Regions from separate parts of the Salvelinus alpinus genome. Here region 2 is linked to region 1. The links are chromatin contacts, called in public Hi-C maps. All regions are on one chromosome and are shown on one strand. Each heading gives the region's core, a stretch centred on a gene start, on an enhancer-like site or on the middle of the called end of the contact. The rest is flanking DNA. Distances are from core to core; before and after follow the strand shown. Region 1 holds the start of prkaa2 (protein kinase, AMP-activated, alpha 2 catalytic subunit). Region 2 holds the start of usp24 (ubiquitin specific peptidase 24).

The links. A called contact is a pair of places that touch in the nucleus more often than the background predicts.
Region 2: a Hi-C map of muscle shows a contact between it and region 1, with 6 times the contacts expected there. The contact joins the promoter of usp24 here to the promoter of prkaa2 in region 1. A contact is called at or near these places in 2 of 3 Hi-C or Micro-C datasets (muscle and red muscle).

Annotation. Positions count from the first base shown.
Region 1 is chr6:30,542,639-30,548,733 of SLU_Salpinus.1, reverse strand. It overlaps prkaa2 (protein kinase, AMP-activated, alpha 2 catalytic subunit), which reads left to right and starts at 3,476. Exons shown (of 11, transcript XM_071406284.1): 1 at 3,476-3,781; 2 at 4,945-5,086; 3 at 5,636-5,729. The coding sequence starts at 3,682.
Region 2 is chr6:30,734,281-30,740,375 of SLU_Salpinus.1, reverse strand. usp24 (ubiquitin specific peptidase 24) reads right to left here and starts at 3,606. Exons shown (of 54, transcript XM_071406254.1): 1 at 3,216-3,606. The coding sequence starts at 3,488. bloc1s2 (biogenesis of lysosomal organelles complex-1, subunit 2) reads left to right here and starts at 4,100. Exons shown (of 5, transcript XM_071406292.1): 1 at 4,100-4,515. The coding sequence starts at 4,344.

The sequences.
Region 1 (6,095 bases), core at 2,227-4,726:
ACGGGGGCGCAATGGAAAGGGTCAAAAGCTTCAAGTTCCTCTGCATGCACATCACTGAAATGGTGCTTTCACACTGACTATGTGGTGAAGAGTGCGCAACAGCGCCTATTCAACCTCAGGAGGCTGAAGAAATTTGGCTTTGTACCATTGAAAGCATCCTGTCAGGCTGTATCGACGCCTGGTATGGCAATTGCACCGACCACAACCACAGGGCTCTCCAGAGGGTGTGAGGTCAAGCTCGACGTGGGCACACTGCCTGCCCTCCAAGACATCTACAGCACCCGGTGTCACAGGAAGGCCAAAACGGTCATCAAGGACCTCAGCCACCCGAGCCACGGCCTGTTCACCTCGCTACCATCTAGAAGAAGGAGACAGTACACGTGCAAGCTGTTTTACCCACTTTATATGTATATACAGTGCCTTCAGAAAGTATTCACACCCCTTACCTTTTTCCGCATGTTGTTGTGTTACAGCCTGAATATTAAATGGATTACTGGCCTACACACAATAGCCCATAATGTCAAAGTGAAATTGTGTTTTTCGATATGTTTACAAATTAATTAAAAATGAAAAGCTGAAATGTCTTGAGTCAATAAGTACTCAACCCCTTTGTTATGGCAAGCCTAACTAAGTTCAGGAGTAAACATTTGCTTAACAAGTCACTTAATAAGTTGCATGGACTCACTCTGTGTGCAATAATTGGGTTTAACATGCCTCCCTTCCATTGGAGTAACTTGCCACCTGGGACAATCCAGTACAAGTCAATTGTACCTACATTTGAATTTTCCAAATCATGTGCAAATCATCTATATGTATCTTGATTTAAGTGATAATGCCCTCGAAGCCGGTGTTTGGAGGATATATTGGCACGGGTGTTGTTAGGCCAGAGATTAAGTATATCCTCCAAACACCGGCTTCGAGGGCATTATCACTTTTATACAACAGGTTACCAACATATTCAAACAATGATTGACATATTTTCTTATTTTCTTATTTATTTTGAGTCATTTATTCATACTATTTCATCCTTCCACAAGATATAGTTCCGACACAAATCTAGTGTTGCTGGTCGTTCGTTCTACCGGTTCGGTTGCTAGAGACGCGACCCAGCTGGCAACGTTCTTATCCCTTGCTAGCTAGCCAACTACGGCTAACATACAGTCACGTCAAAAAAAGTGCAGCCAGAATAACAGCAAAGTAGCTGCATTTGCATTTGTTTAAGCTGTTTTCTAGAGAGATTTATTTGGATACATTTCGCCCGGGATAGAAAATGTGCTCCCTCGTCAGGACACTATTGTAGCCAACAACACAGCTAACACAATCACTTCAAACTGAATCTGGAAAGACTGCAAACTAGCTGCACATCTTCCGTTTGACCTTTTTTCTATTGACATTTCTTTATAATCATAAAAATAATGCCAGCTGATTCATGATTTCGACTGGCTGAGAAACGCTGCCTGCCTGTCTGTCTCGTCCCGACTCTCGACACGTTCATTACTATGGGACAGTTGGAGATGGAATTTGAATATGAAAACAATGTTGCAAATGTCGGAGATAGACAGACAGAAAGGTTTATATAAATCGCCACTGTTGAAAACTAAATGTTAGTTTAAAAGAAATGTGAGATAAAGTCTAGATGTTTTTTTTATAGTGGAGATCAAGTTAATAAAATGCCTGGCTGGGCTGATGAGACAATGCCTGGCTGGGCTGACTCAGCCCATCAAATGGAACAGAGTAAATAGGCTTTTTTTTGTGTGTGCACTTAGAACCTTTCTTTTCTCCCCAATTGGTAGTTACAGTCTTGTTCCATCGCTGCAACTCCCCTACAGACTCGGGAGAGGCGAAGGTCGAGAGTCATGTGTCCTCCGAAACACGACCCTACCAAGCCACACTACTCACTTAACCCAAAGCTAGCCGCACCAATGTGTTGGAGGAAACACCGTAAGACTGCAGGCGCCCGGTCTGCCACAAGGAGTCGCTAGAGTGCAATTGGACAAGGACATCCCGGCCGGCCAAACCCTCCCCTAACCTGGACGACGCTGGGCCAATTGTGCGCCACCTCATGGATCTACCGGTCACAGTCGGCTGTGACACAGCCTGGGATCGAACCCGGGTCTGTAGTGACGCCTTGAGCACTGCAATGCAATAAGGATGCTACACAACCCCTTCTTCAATATCTCTTGTCCTTCAGCACACCTCCAATGATCTCAGTGCAGCACCATTTGGCGGTATTCAGGCCCCCAATTGTCTCTTCTGTCCAACACCTTCTTAGCCATTATGTCCAAACCTCATGATGTGGTCTCTGGCGTTGTACTGTAAAGTTGTTGAAGCCAAAATAGATATTGTCTGTCTGTGTAGAGTTCAGTTTAGAATAAGCATATGTTTTTTTTCTGTCTGCATATTGAGAGTTTCATCGGTCAGTCTGTCTGTCAGTTTGTCTGGCTGTCATTGACGTTGAGTATTGTTGTCTTCAGTCTGTTTGTGAGGCTCATAGACATAACACGAAGGGCAGCGATCCCAGGCATGAAAGTGTGTGACTGATCAACACCAATGAGGCCAGGGGATCAGCACTGAGCTCTGTCTGACATCTAGTGGTGGTGGAAATACTTAACTACACCCAGTAGAGGTACACATTTTTCTATTGTGTTGACTGTACGTTTGTTCATTCCATGATTAACTCTGTGTTGTTGTTTTTGTCGCACTGCTTTGCTTTATCTTGTCCGGGTCGCAGTTGTAAATGAGAACTTGTTCTCAACTGGCCTACCTGGTTAAATAAAGGGGAAATAAAAAATATATAATTCTCACCAATACAGTGCTCGGTTCAGAAACAACCCCTGTTCTCCAATCTGGACAGAGTACTGATGTTTGAATCAGTCCCTGATTAGAGGGGAAGAATAATGGAAAACAGCAGTAGTGTTTGGGATTGTGCCTCTCACCAATGTGAGACATTCAGCCCACTAATAATACTGTAGATGTGTAGTATATAGGCCATTATCTGTAATAACAGGTCACATGAATGGGCCTACATTAGGCCTAGCATCAGTGACCTGTTCTGTAATAGAATTCTGACCCAATATATAGGTTTAAGCCTATAGGCCTACTTTAGCCAACTGAGCATACTGTAATCGCTGAAATGATTGATGAGTGTGCAGACTTTGAGACTAAATACCATATGGAATGTTAATCTGTTTGGAATGTTTAAAAGCTCATGTCATGTTTTTACCTACACAACCCCCCACACCCCTCAACTGGAGCTGTACTGTAGACCACACAGTCGGTGTTCGATAGGATAGATATTGCCTTGTCTAGTGCAGGTTTTCCCAAACCCAGGGCTGCGTTCAATACATTTTTACATTCTGGGACGTTCAATTAAACGGAAACGGTGCTGTACTGAATCACCAGTTAAAAAACAGGGAGCGTTTGGGGATCGCTGTCAGCATGGCCACTGCCCTTTAAATACGTCACTCGTTGCTTCAAGCCACAACCACCAAACGGTAGCAAATGTACCTCAAAGTCTGTTCAAGAACGTTTTGTGGAAACGTGTCGTTCAGTACAAACCGTTCCGCAACGTAGCAAACGTTCAAGCGAACTGAACGCACAGGTCTAGTGTACCGCGGTCCCGCGCACCGTGTAGACAGCCAGCTCGAGCCTACCGGAACGGTGTAACGTTAAACGGTAAAGATGGCAGAACGACAGCAGAAACATGAAGGCGGCCGAGTGAAGATCGGACATTACCTCCTAGGAGACACTCTGGGCGTCGGCACCTTCGGCAAAGTAAAGAGTTAAGTCGCGTGCTTCTCAACAGTCATGTCGTGGGAACATTTGTTGTTATTGATTGTAACTTTGCGGCGGACTATTTAAATAGCTACGCAAAATGCGTAGCAGTGGCTGCGTAGTTACGAATAGGCTAGATTAACGTTGTCTCGGTTGATATGTAGAGAATGTGGTTTAGGTTTGTTGAAAGGTGAATTATTCCAGCAACATATCTAGCTAGCCTGTCCACTCCTTCTTATCAGTAATGATAGGCTAAGCATGCATAATTACCTTCGACAACAATGATGGTGTAAAAACAAACAGGTCACACATAATTGTATCGTCTGACCGCCAGTGAATGTTGGAGGTTGACTTTGCTAGTGACAGTAACGTTTGACATTTAAACTTGCCCTATATGGCTATGGAAAGGACATTTTTAAATGAAAATAAACATGACCGTTATAGTTTAATAGTGCTTATCATCACCAGTGTTCCCCGATCATGTAAACCATACAATGGCATGGACAGAATGAGAATCTAGAACGCCTCGTCAAGTTTCATATTTTCTAGCAGTCTCAACGTGACCTTGTAGAATTCAGACCCCCCTCCTCCTCTCCCCCCTGCACTGCAGGAGGTGTGTTTGATTCGAGACATGAGTGTGACAGTGTGTAATCAGGAACTAGCCAACAATAAGTGTTGCTACATTGTAGCAAACAGACAATATTGCTAAATTGTTATACTGACTAACCATGAGCTACAGAGTACAGACAGACTATCAGACAGACACACTTGATTGATTCACCTTGTAATCTATGTGTATGGCTTTAGGCTTACTGTAATTGGTATGTTGTGTTTTCCCTGCTTACCGGTTTGTTATCTACGTTTCTTATTGTTGTGAATAGATAGATATAGCTAGTCCAGTAATGTAAAAATAGTGATGAATCATGTCTTGTTGACTACTCTGAAACAGCTAGGGTTCTGTTCTTTATCAGGCAATGAACGTTTAGCTGAGCATAGCATCTACCTCAGTGTAGTCTGTGTGACCTTGGCAACAGAGGAAAACACTCAACTGTTTTTAATATTTGACCTGTAGCCTACAGCAGTTGAACACACTACATATTATTATACTTTTTTTTGACAAACTTTGGACATTCCAGTTGGTTCATGTGTGTGTGTGTGTGTGTGTGTTAGTTGGAGAGCACCAGTTGACAGGTCATAAGGTGGCAGTGAAGATCCTGAACAGACAGAAGATCAGGAGTCTGGACGTGGTGGGCAAGATCAAACGAGAGATACAGAACCTCAAACTCTTCAGACACCCTCACATCATCAAACTGTGAGGATAACGCATACAGACTGTGTTTGTTTACTATGGGCCTCAGAAGTACCCTCCCCTCTCTTTCCCCCACACACATACCCACACACACTGTGTTTGTTTACTATGGGCCCCAGGAGCACCCCCCCCCCCCCTCTTTCCCCCACACACATACCCACACACACTGTGTTTGTTTACTATGGGCCTCAGGAGCCTGCCCCCCCTCTTTTTCTCCCACACACCCACAAGGAATTCCATTTAGAGGAAATCTCTAGTTAAGAAGATGGAAATTTATAATTCCTGCTTGGGTAAATCCCTTCCCACGTTTCTAGTCTCCGACCTCTCTTGCTTGCTCTCTCTCCCACAAGGAATCAGTTTGCTCCGGTTAGCTGAAAACTGGTTAAGAAGATAAAAGTTTATAATTCCTACTTGGGTAAATCCCTTTCCAGGTGTCTCTCTCTCCATGTTATTTTTAGGGTTAGGCCACAGTGACATTGTGAGCTATGGCAGACGTATTAGCTTCTGTAAGATATATGTGTTTGTGTGTGTGTGTGTGTGGTGTGTTTTTAGGTACCAGGTGATCAGTACTCCTACAGATTTCTTCATGGTGATGGAGTATGTCTCAGGAGGAGAGCTGTTTGACTACATCTGCAAACACGGACGGGTGAGACATACCTCTGACTGACTGAAGCCTGACTGACTGAATGACTGACTGTCTGGTTGTTTGTTTGATTTATTTACAGGGGACAATGCACATTAATCAACATCAATATTACAATAATGCAACATCCATGTAAACGTGCCGGGGTTAGCCAAAAGATCATTTGCACCCATAGTCCCAAGGCAGCTACGGACAATTACACAGCCATTATACAAATACTCACTAAAACAATACAAAATACAAATACATTACATCCAATAATATACCATATATAATTCTAACGACAACAACAACACTATCATCAACTGTCGTCTTACATATGAGGAACCACAAATAACTCGTGTGTACAGGTTTGTATAGATTTAGCCA
Region 2 (6,095 bases), core at 2,357-4,856, 190 kb before region 1:
ATCAATATGTTCTTCTGAAATATAAACACAGAAATACTGGACATTTTAAACTCATTATGGTGGTTATTTGACACAATTACAATCATGGTCTTGAATTGGACTTAATTTTTCTGATCTCGGTCTTGACTCGCCCCCCTCCCGGTCTTGGTCTTGACTCAGACTCGATTTGCTCCGGTCTATAAAAATCGGTCTCGCTTTCGTTGTCTTGAACACAACACAACAGGCTGTGAGAGGTGTGTGTGTGTGTTCAATAACCCCTCTGCCCTTTCAGTACAGCATACCAATATATGATCGATGGAAGGATGAAGGGGGAGGGAAGGAGGGAGAGAGAGAAGCATCAGGTTTCAGCTATCTTCCTTCATAGAAAAAATTGGAAAGAGAGATGAGCTCTAGATGGATAGGTGGATGGAGGGAGTCAGAGATGAGCGTTTCTCTAAGACAGAAACGTCAACAGCCAAACATTTCACTGCTGAGGAGCACCTAAATCAGAAACCTCTGAACAGCACAGTCCAATCAGAGACCTCTTTTTGAGGTCAAGAAGACAGTATGAACTGTTGACCTGTCTCTTAACAGGTCAGAACCAATAGGCAGTTATCACTGTTTCCTCTCAGCATTATTAACACAGTAACAATAACAGTACTAGTGCTGTTTTCCTGCTTGAGGAGAAGCTAAGGGGAGGACTGGAGCTCTGGGCTTCTCTCAGGAGGACAGGGTGTGGTGTGTTTGTTAGTGTGTCAATGTCTTTCTGGTGTGTGTGTTTTTAATGAGTGTGTGTGCTAATGTGTTTATGTACGCATGTACGTATGTTGCGCAGGGCAGCTAAGTAACCATTCGAGAATGTAGGGATGTTTGTGTGTGTGGAGCTATATTTAGGATGAGAATGCAGGGCCACAGACCCGTGACATGCCTCCTAAGGCACAAACAGCAGAGACGCAAAAAACAAGCTGGAGAGAGAGATGGAGGAGAAAGAGTGAGACGGAGATTTGTCTGGCACAATGGTGTGAATGTGAACCATTTGAATATGTAACCTGAAATACATGTTTTCAATATAAAAACAAAACAGGGCTGCTTTTGATGCAGACGGTTCCTGGAAAATGGGGTCCATTTGAAAACATTTTGCAATGCTGTGACCTACTGAATGCAACCCGGGTGTCAGACACACACACGCCCACACCCTGGTGATCAACGTCACCATGCACACGGTTTCGCACAGCAATGAAGACAGCGGACATAATCTGCTGTGTGTAGAGAATGGAGATGGTACCCTAACCGCTAGACTAGAGAGATACGCCTTACGATCGGATGCCAAGCAGTTGCCATACCAAGCGGTGATGCAGCCAGCCAAGATGCTCTCAATGATGCAGCTGTAAATAAAAAATTAAAAAAGGATCTGAGGGCTCATGCCAAATCTTTTCAGCCTCCTGAGAGGGAAGAGGTGTTGTCATGCCCTCTTCACGACTGTGTTGGTGTGTGTGGACCATGATAGATCCTTAGTGATGTGGACACCGAAGAACTTGAAGCTCTCGACCCCTCCACTACAGCCCAGTCGATGTGAGTGGGGGCGTGCTCGACCCTCTGTTTCCTGTAGTCCACGACCAGCTCCTTTGTCTTGCTGACGTTGAGGGAGAGGTTGTTGTCCTGGCTTCTGACCCCCTTATCAAAATGCAACATTCCAAAATGTAGCTGACTGTTCTGGAGGTTGTCCTCTAACCAGTGATGTAAAAATACTGCCTATCCAGTTCCATGTGGTTTTAGAGTTGTGGTAGTTTAAACAGTGCATACCCCCACCCCAATCGTTGAGTGATGTATTGCCACTTGAAAAAACAACAAGGTTTTGGAGCTTGTGCAGTTTATAAGTAGCTCCTTAAAAAAAATACATACGATTACTATTGTTGCACATGTATATGTAGATAGTACATTTCATGTTTTCAATATTCTCACAAACTGTTATTGGTTCTTGATTTGGACACTTTAAAACTGTTTTGACATTGGACTATCATTACGTCTTAACAGGAAGCAGCAACAGCATCATTTTCAATTTAAGTATTAGGAATACAAACTGATCTTTCAACATAAAATGTCCAATGGTATTTTACTCAAATCAGGTAAAAACCGCTGAATGAGACCAAAAACGTCTGCGATTGAGTTATTTTGATACCCAAATCACCAAAACGGTTTTGCCCTGCCCCTCCTTGATGCTCTCTAGCTAGCTTGCAGCTGCTGTATGCTGGAGTTTAGTTAGACATCATGTAGTTCAGACGGGTTAGACATCACGTTGTCACTGGACTATGAACAATTAAAAATAACTTTCTTTATTAGACAATATTTAAAGCACAAGATGGCCACATCAGGTTCACGGGCGATTGCGAAATCTCAGCTTCTCTAATGTACCTAGTTATAGCCAGCTTAGTTCGCGTAGCTAACGTTGGCTAGCTACATTTTAGTTAACAGACGCTCTTATCCAGAGCCCATACATGAGCAATTAGGGTTAAGTGCCTTGCTCATCGACGGATTATTCACGTAGTGGGCTCAGGGATTCCAACCAGTGACCTTTCGGTTACTGGCCCAACGCTCTTAACCGCTAGGCTACCTATGGACTTCGTCTCCGGCCTAACAACACCGGTGCCAATATCCAACAAACACCGGCTTCTCGGGCATTATCACTAGCTCCATTACATTATGCTAAGCTGCATACAGATGTGCATTTCCCCAAGATAATGAATGCGAAGATCTTAATATCACCACATTCACTCTGCAAACCGGCTTTATTAATAACTATTGCAAACACTAGTTAGTTGGTTAGCAAGTTTGCCCATGTAACGTTAGAGATTCGCACATTCCCCGCTAACTACCTAGCTAGCTGTCTAGCAACAGTTACATTCTGAATCGGATGGTGGCTCGTGTGCACCCAATGTCAATACTGATGATGAAAGTATATAGTGCTGTATTTACAACTCAACTAGCCGGGTGTCGAATTTATGCAGACCGAGATTGAGCTAACTGTAAATTGAGTTATGCATGCCGCGGATTTTCCTTCTATATTTTGACAGCCAGGCATGAGCGGAGGGCGCTATGCAGTATTGTAGGGCGAGCCCTGTCTGGCTACCTAGCCATCATCATCATCGCTAGATTTGATAGCGCTAACGACGTTAGCTAGCTTGTGTTCTAGCTTACGAAGCCAGCGAACTAACGTTACTATCCTTCTTCACCCATACCTCGCTCTCCACCACATCGTGGTATGCGGGAGGTGGGTCGAACCCTCCAGTCCCAGTCCGCCCGCTGGACTCCCCGTCTCCACTTGGGCCTGGGGCAGGGCCACTCTCCATCGGCTCATATCCATACCCAAGACCGGGGCTTTCGTTGGTCAGGAGCGCCACAGCCTCGTTGATGTCGTTCTTCGCCAGGCGTAGCGCCTTGCGTATCGCCACTGCATCTGGGAAACCCATGCAGAGGAGAGTTGTCATATGTTGCTCCTCTTCTGTCTCCATGGTTAAGTTTTGTGTCTCAGGCTAGCTACAAACGGGATGTAAAACAGCACAGTCCTGTAGCGGAGCATGGCGCCATGTTTACAATCACGCAGGCTGTCACGATGGTTCACTGGACACTTCCTGCGTAGAACGTCAGCACTCTGACCCACCCATATGAACCGAAGAGAGGACTTGAGGATCCTCTTTTTTTTACCCCAAAACATCTAACATTAGGCTGACTAGTTAGCTCTGCAAACACTAACATTATGTTTCACACTGATTCGAAGGGTTCATAATGCAACACGACTACAGGCAAAACAGCATGGACAGCTCGAGCTCACTACACTCGAACAATGACAAAACAATATAAAACTATCAATCAATATGAATAGGAAAAATATAAATGAATCGTGATATTGTTTCTGTGATGATGGTGAGTGTTGACAACCACACGACGTAGCACGCACCTGTCAAGTCAACTGGTGTAGCTCGAATTCAGAAGAGGGGGAATAATTAATTTTTATTATTTTATTTAACCTTTTATTATTTTTTTATTGAACCTTTATTTAACTAGGCAAGTCAGTTAATAACAAATTCGTATTTACAATGACGGCCTACCAAAAGGCAAAAGGCCTCCTGCGGGGACGGGGGCTGGGATTAAACATTACAAAATGTAATACAAATATAGGACAAAACACACATCATGACAACACTACATACAGAGGGACCTAAGATAACAACATAGCATAGCTGCAACACATGACAACAACATGGTACAAACATTATTGGCCACAGACAACAGCACAAAGGGCAAGAAGGTAGAGACGACAATAAATGTCACGTGAAACTCCATCATGTGACTGACGGAAAGGCAAGATGGCGGCCACGGGAGAGGAGGCTGCTGCGATGGATAGCATCTCCAGAGTACCCCCGGCCCATCCTACCGTCCTCAGCCTGGGAGGGAGCTCTGAAACCCGGGGAGAGCCTGGCGAGACTGCTGCTGACGGCCAGGTTGTGCCCGCTGCGCCCAAGAAGCCTACCAGCAGCAGTGAGTGGTGCTTGCTAGCTTCCAATTCCAGCTAGCCGTAGCAGGTCAACAAACACAAATGGGCCAATGGAGACGCCCTGGCTGCAAGTTGATGCGCTATTTTAGTTATTGAGAGCAAGAAGATTAACACTTTGTTTGTTGTTTACTCTGGCCATCTTCTGATACTAGACTGGTGTTAGTACCATAAGGGCCGACTATAGCCTTTTGGGGACCCTAAGTGAGGGGGCCCTGCAATTCTACACATTTTGCCATGATGCCATGTTAATTATACAGTATCTGAGTGAGAGTGACTCACAAAATCAATGGGGCTCCCATGGAGGTTAGTGCCCCTGGGCGGTATTTGGCCATGATAACTGACTAGACTAACTGACTAGACAATCTAAAAATTGTTAACTGACATGGCTAATTGAGTGACTGTCTGACTGACAAAACAAGAGAAACTGCTGATGTAACAACTACATGTTGAACTTGCACCTTGTGTATTCTAACTCTAAACAGTAAGTTGAGACCCCAACTGAGTTAATATATACACTACATGACCAAATGTATGTCGACACTTGCTCGTTGAACATATTCCAAAATCATGGGCATTAATATGGAGTTGGTCCCCCTTTGCTGCTATTACAGCCTCCACTCTTCTGGGAAAGCTTCCCACTAGATGTTGGAACATTGCTGTGGGGACTAGCTTCCATTCAGCAAGTGTTGCAACCTGAGGACAGACGATTTCTATGCGCTTCAGCACTCGGTCATCCTGTTCTGTGAGCTTGTGTGGCCTACCACTTTGTGGCTGAGCCGTTGTTGCTCCTAGATGTTTTAACTTCACAATAACAGCACTTACAGTTGACCAGGGCAGCTCTAGCAGAGCAGACATTTTATGAACTGACAAAGATGGCATCCTGAGCTCATCGGTACGGGCCATTTTACTGCCAATGTGTGTCTATGGAGATTGCATGTCTGTGCTCGATTTTATAGATGTGTCGGCACAGATGTAGCTGAAATAGGCGAATCTGCTAATTGGAAGGGGTGTCCACATACTTTTGTGTGTGTATGTACGGTACCAGTCAAGTTTGAACACACCTACTCATTCAAGGTTTATTTTTACTATTTTCTACATTGTAGAATAATAGTGAAGACATCAAAACTATGAAATAACACACATGGAGTCGTGTAGTAACCAAAAAAGTGTTAAACAAGTAAAAATATGTTTTAGGATCTTCAAAGTAGCCACCATTTGCCTTTGACAGCTTTGCACACTCTTGGCATTCTCTCAACCAGATCCACCTGGAAGGAGTTCCCACATGTGCTGAGCACTTGATGGCTGCTTTTCCTTCACTCTGCGGTCCAACTCATCTCAATTGGGTTAAGGTCAGGTGATTGTGAAGGCCAGGTCATCTGATGCAGCACTCTCCTTCTTGGTCAAATAGTCCTTACACAGCCTGGAGGTGTGTTGGGTCATTGTCCTGTTGAAAAACAAATGACAGTCGCACTAAGCGCAAACCAGATGTGATGGCGTATCACTGCAGAATGCTGTGGTGGCCATGCTGGTTAAATGTGCTGTGAATTCTAAATAAATCACATAC